Regions from separate parts of the Rattus norvegicus genome. Here region 1 is linked to region 2. A link is a contact called in public Hi-C data. All regions are on one chromosome and are shown on one strand. Each heading gives the region's core, a stretch centred on a gene start, on an enhancer-like site or on the middle of the called end of the contact. The rest is flanking DNA. Distances are from core to core; before and after follow the strand shown. Region 1 holds the start of Zfp948 (zinc finger protein 948). Region 2 holds the start of Zfp51 (zinc finger protein 51).

The links. A called contact is a pair of places that touch in the nucleus more often than the background predicts.
Region 1: a contact with region 2 is called in a Hi-C map of liver, with 2.8 times the contacts expected there. The contact joins the promoter of Zfp948 here to the promoter of Zfp51 in region 2. A contact is called at or near these places in 2 of 12 Hi-C or Micro-C datasets (liver and mammary epithelial cells).

What each region holds. Positions count from the first base shown.
Region 1 is chr1:70,037,151-70,040,389 of GRCr8, forward strand. Zfp948 (zinc finger protein 948) reads left to right here and starts at 1,952. Exons shown (of 5, transcript XM_063277041.1): 1 at 1,952-3,239.
Region 2 is chr1:69,885,290-69,888,495 of GRCr8, forward strand. It overlaps Zfp51 (zinc finger protein 51), which reads left to right and starts at 1,296. Exons shown (of 5, transcript XM_039100166.2): 1 at 1,296-1,835.

The DNA of each region.
Region 1 (3,239 bases), core at 702-3,201, 150 kb after region 2:
ATGTATGTATGTATGTATATGTATATGTATAAGAGTTTACTGAACACACACTGAAAGCCTGATCAATCATGGTAAAGGTTTCAGACTGGGGAGCTGAAATCTGCATATCTGTACATTATCCAGTGTCACTTTATATAAAGGAAAAAACAACCAGCTCATAAGAATATACAGGATGTCTGTAGGATGACCAGTCTTTTTTGCCTCGTTTCTTTAGTAACTCAGGCATAACAGTTCAAGTTGATCCTTTTCCTGCTTGACCCTGAGTGAAGGCTGCATGCAGCTGCAGAACTTTCCAAGAAGAGCAGTTCTCAAAATATCATAACAAACCTCTGACTATAGCAGAATGTATGGTTAACTTGACCTCACTCAGAGCCAAATTATTTTTGTGTGTGTGTGTCTTATAGTCAGGCTGCTCTCTCTTTTTAGTATCAACAATATAGGATGGCTGGCAGGCCTGAAGCAAAATGGCTATAGTTATTTCTAAGATATAATGCCAGGGAACGAGTTTTGAGAAATAGACTTCGACATGTATAATTGACATACATATATATTCCTAAGTATAACCTGGTCTGCCTATATCATGTTACCTCGGTATATATTTCCAGGGCTGTCCATTTGCTAAGAGATGACTGGTTGGTGTGCACATCCCTGAGGGAGACTCCTGCTCCCAGCATTCTGCAGTGGCCTGTAGTACACTCTGCCGGAATTGAGGCCGTGTTGGCTTTTCCCATCCACTTTGACAAGTCCGTTGTTGTTGTGCTTGTTTAGCTCTTGTTTGGGGAGTCATGTTTTTGAGCTTTTATGGATATATCTTCTTATATTACTAGGAAAAATAATCTCACTGCAAACTCTGTGATCTTCTCCCTCTTGAATATTAATACCCCATCTTCAGAAATACTCCTCTGAGTGTTTTGTAGATGCATCCATTTGGCATGGGCTCTACAACTCTACATTTTGATTAGCTGTGGATTTTTTGTAGTGATCTCTGTTGAAAGAGAAGTTTCCTTGATGAGGGGAGAAGTTTGCAATTATTTGTTGGTACAAGGAAAGATGCTTAGATTTTTATTAGGGATTATGCTGGTTTAGTAAAGTGGTGATCGTTAGTTCTCCTCTAAGATTCCTGGCTTCACCAGCACTGAGTTATGTTCTAGTATCAGTCATGGTTTCTTTTTGTTAAGTGTCTTAAGTCTACCTAGAGAGCTGTTTGTTACCACCAAGGTGAGCCTGCCACTACTGAACCCTAAGAGTTGTCCTGCCAAGATGATTGTTGATGTGGTTCACAGCATCATAACTGAGTAGGATGGTCATTAGATTCCTCCTTTGGAAGCTTGCATTAAGATTCTGGTTTCATACAAGCTATTTCTCAGGGAGAAGTCTGCTTTATTTTGAGGCAGGATCTCTCTCTGTATTGCCAGATATCCTAGATTCTCTATGTAGACTAGACTGGCCTTGAACACAGAGTTCCTTTTTTTTCTGTGTTAGTGCTTAGTTTGAAGGCTTACAAGACCTTTCCCAACTACACATACTGTTTTCTAATTAATCTCTTTCTTCCTTTATTATTTCTTCTTCTTCTTCTTCTTCTTCTTCTTCTTCTTCTTCTTCTTCTTCTTCTTCTTCTTCTTCTTCTTCTTCTTCTTCTTCTTCTTCTTCTCTTCCTCCTCCTCCTCCTCCTCCTCCTCCTTCTCCTCCTCCTCCTCCTCTTCCTCCTCCTCCTCCTCTTCCTCCTCCTCCTCTTCCTCCTCCTCCTCCTTCTCCTCCTCCTCCTTCTCCTCCTTCTCCTTTTTCTTCTGGTTCATTGGTTTGTTTGTTTGTAGAGACAGGGTTTCATTGTGTAACTTTGGCTGATCTAGAACTCACTCTGTAGGCCAGGCTGGCCTTGAACTCACAGACACCTGCCTGCCTTTGCCTCCTGAGTGCTTGGATTAAAGGCATGCACCACCACTGCCAGGTCATGAGGTCCTGACAGTTACCGAAGGTAAAGTCACAACTTACTTGGTAGAAATGTGTTGACAAATGGATCTTCTGTCTACTGACATTAAAGACTTCTGTTGTACCAAATAGGATACTCAAATTGAAATGGATGAGTTTCCAGGTGCATGTAACATATGAAGTATAAACAACATGAAATAAATAATATAAATAAGACTAAGAGGAAGAATGGGACTGAAGCAATTATAAAATGCCATCCTTAAAACAACCTCATGACTAGAATGACAGGATTCTATCAGAACTTTAAAGAACTAACAGCAAATCAACTTAACATTTAATACTTCTTGCCCGAAAAAAATCAAGACTTCCTGACTATTACCTGATACTAAGGCAGATAATGAACCTGACATGTGGAGCATGCCTTTAATCCTAGCAATTCCACAGGCAGGGAAGGCAGACCTCAGTGAGTTCAAGGCCATCTTGGCCCCCAAAACTATAAAACAAGCAAGCAAGCAAACAAATCAACAAACAAAAAACCCACCACATACTGGTACAACCAAAAAGAAATTACACTCTGATGTTAAAATTAAACAACTGGTCTGGTCACATTAGCACAGGTCTTTAAACACAGGTTCATACAGAGAAACGCTGTCTACAATGAAGGAATGAATAACCCGTCCCCCAAATTTTCTGTTAGATATTTCACAGACACAGACACGTCACATCATTGTGTGTTTCTGTGCCAATTTCAAACACTACCCACCCTCATCTCCTCCCTCCCCTGTCCTGGTCCACAATTCCAACAATTACCCTATGATTGTTCATCCCTATTCGTCTTGCCTGGACCCACTGAGATGAACTAGAGTCATTTGTGAGACTGGGTTTGGAGCTATGTGCTGGAGCCTGAGTGCTCAGCACAGGATAACAACTATAGGCAGTGATTCTTCTACAATCTATCCATAGCCAACATCTGAGAGATAAAGTGAGCCATTCCCTTTCCTAGACTGACTGTGGTTTTCTGTGAGGCCAGTGCAGCCAAGGACAGTTGCTGTTGGTTACTCATTACAGTAGTTGTATGGAGTCTAGAGAATGGCCTGTCTTACTTCCTCCTCTTTCCCTTACTTCCTAACCACCTCTTGTCTCTCAGTGTTCCCAGAGCTGGAGGTGGTATGGAGTAACAGACATTTTCAGGACTAGAACCATGTGCTTTACTTATCTTTTGCATCTTGCCAAGCGTCTGCATCCACCAGACATCTGTTTCCCTTCATATCAAATTTAGCTTGAGTCACGGAGCAGTAAAATGAGTTGGT
Region 2 (3,206 bases), core at 46-2,545:
ATTTACTACTTCCTGACACAAAAAAGCAAGACTTTCTGACTCTTAACTATTACCTGACATGAACCCAGAGTCTGTGCCAGGCTTGGTGGACCATCTCATTAATCCTAGCGTTCCAGAGGCAGGGTAGGCTGATCTTAGTGAATTCAAGAAACAACAATAACAACAGCCTGTCTCAAAAAACAACAATAACAACAAACAAACAATTAAACCAACCAAAATTTAACAAATACAAGCACCCCCACCGGATCCTGATACAATCAAAAAAATTATAGACTGATGTGGTAATTTGAAAACAATTTTGAGGGGCAGGGACATGGCTCGGAGGTTAAGAGCACTGTGTGCCCTTCCAGAAGTCCTGAGTTCAACATCCACATCATGGCTCACAACCATCTGTAATGGGCTCTGATGCCCTCTTCTGGTATACAGGTGTACATGCAGATAGAGCACTCACGCAAAAGAAGTCTTTTTTTAAAACGTTTTTTGAGCTGGGCGTGGTAACACACTTCGTTAATAACTGTGCTATGCAGAGAAAAACCTGTCCCAAATGAATGAGTGAATGAACGAATGAACTTCCCCAAGTTTTCTACTATTAGCTATTTCATACTGGCATATTGCATTTGCGTGTCCACATCAACTATTGACCAGTCTCACCTCCTAAACCTCTGTTCTTCTGCTCTACAATTCCAACAAATCTCTCTGTCGTGTTCATCTCTCTTCATATTGCCAGCCCACTAAGATTTATAAGAGACATTTGTGAGGATGTGGGTTTGGATCTATGTGTTGGAGCCTGATGTGCTCAGAAGAGAATAACAGTATTCTCCTACAGTCTATCTATAGCCAACATCAGGTAAAGTGAGCCATTCCCTTTCCTATACTGGCTGTGGTCTTGTATGGGGCCAGTGCAGACAAGGACAGCTGCTGTTGGTTACTGACTACAATAGTTGTATGGAATCTAGAGAATGGTTTTTCTTAGCCTTTCCCCTCTTACTTCCTAACCACTCTTCTTTTGGTGTTCCCACAGCTAGAGATAGGATGGAGTAACTGACTTTATTAGGACTAGAACTATTTACCTTATTTATTTTTTGCATCTGTGAGAGTTAAGGTCTCTGCATTCAACACTCAAGGAGAGGGGCGAGAGGGAAGGGGAGGGGAGGGGAAGAGAGGGAAGGGGGGAGGGGAGGGGAGGGGAGGGGAAGGAAACAAACAATTCTGTTTTTTCTCACCTTAAGTATGAGTCACAGACTAGCTTTCTGAGTTAGTAAAATGACAAGACCGCCATCTAGTGGTACAAGTAGTACAGCACAGAATGAATTCTGCCCTGGGCAGATAGCCAAAGGGTTGTTGACCACTGACTTCTTGAGACACCTACTTCTTTTCAAAATCCAAGTTCTTTACATGTCTCTTCCCAAGTCAAAACTCCAGGCTTTGCTTTTGGCTTCTCATGTTTGTGCTTTGGGGTTGGGACTCGGGCTTCTGAATTCAGTCTGTGTTGTTGTTTGGTATAAAGTATGCATTCCTGAGTCCAGTGGGGGTATTAGACGGCCTGTCTTTTATCTAAAGGGTTCTGTACTCACTACGGGGGTCAGATATCAGGGTGTAGAGTCGTACCAGATCCACTTCTGGTCTAGCAGCAAGCATGTGGGGAGGCTGGGCAAGCTGAGCTGTGTGGAAAGCAGTCTAAGACAAAGTGGGAGGGACCGGTCTCCGCAGGGCCGGGCCACTCGCCCGGAAACGGAGGGTGCAAGGATGTTTGTTGGACCTTACAGGGGTACAGTAGAAAGCGTTCCGAGTGGGAGGAGTTAGTGGGGTGACGTGAGCGGAAGCTGGAAAAGTAGGTGAGTGAAGCCAGGTAAATCGGGCTGAGAACCAAAGCCAAAAGTGTCAATGACCTGTTCTCGTCCAGAGCTCGCGGCCCTACACCGTGGGGAGTAGCATGGTGCAGGCCCGGGGGCGAGATTTGGAAGAAGCTAAAACTCCGGGCAACCGTGGTGCCGCGCGAGGCATCCTGGGAGAGTCAGCAGCTCAGCAGCTGAAACTATAGCCCCGCGTGCCTGAAACCTCCCAAGTCAGAGGAGCTGCGGGACTGGGAAACGGGCTGGAAGGGAGCAGGGTGTGATCAGTATTTCTGGTGTTCATAAGTAAGCTAGCTCTGAAATTTCGCTGTCATTTTCTTTCATTCTCGATGTATTTCAGCGCATACTGAAATAATCCTGATGTGTTTTTTCATTGATCATGTGATTTTCAAAATATAGGAATAGTAGAATATTTGAGTTTATCTATTGATATTTGTAAACCAGTGCTCTTTGTTGAGGTGTAAAGGACAAAGCTCTTTAAATTTACTTACACGTTAACTCCTCTGACATACCCGGGACATACTTGGTAACTTGACAGCCCAGAGAGATTTTAGCTACTAGTCATATAAGGAATGGCTGGAAATGTAATTGAATCTAAAAGTATATTTGTTGCGAGTTTCATAGATATAGTTTAAATGTAACTTTTAAAAGTAAACTGTTTTCTCGTTTATTTACGGTACATTGTCATGACTGTTTCCTCTCCTCCAAGTCCCTCACTCTTCCTCTCCTTCACTCCTCCCCTCCCCGACGCCTTCTTCCCCTTATCCTCAGAGAAGGGAAAGCCTCCCATGGATATCCGTCCTGTTTGGCACATCAAGATACAGTAGGATTAGGCATATCTCCTATGGAGGCTAGACAAGGCAGCCCAGTTAGGGAAAGGGGATCCAAAGGCAGTCAACAGAGAAACAGCCTCTGCTCCAGTTGTTAGGGGACCAACATGATGACCAAGTTGCACATCTGTTACAGTTCACAGTTAGAAAGAACATTATAAGCCAGCTGGTGTTGGCACAAGTCTTTTTTTTTTTTAAGATTTATTTATTTATTATATATAAGTACACTGTAGCTGTCTTCAGACACACCAGAAGAGGGCATCAGATATCATCATAGATGGTTGTGAGCCACCATGTGGTTGCTGGGAATTGAACTCAGGACCTCTGGAAGAGCAGTCAGTGCTCTTAACCACTGAGCCATCTCTCCAGCCCTGGCACAAGTCTTTAATCCCTACACTTGGGATACTGAGGCAGTTGGATCTGGGAGTTCCTTGACACCCTGGTACACACAGGGAGTTTAAGAACAGCCAGAGCCACAAAGAGAAATCGTGTCAGTGGGAAGAGGGAGAAGGAAAAGGAAAAA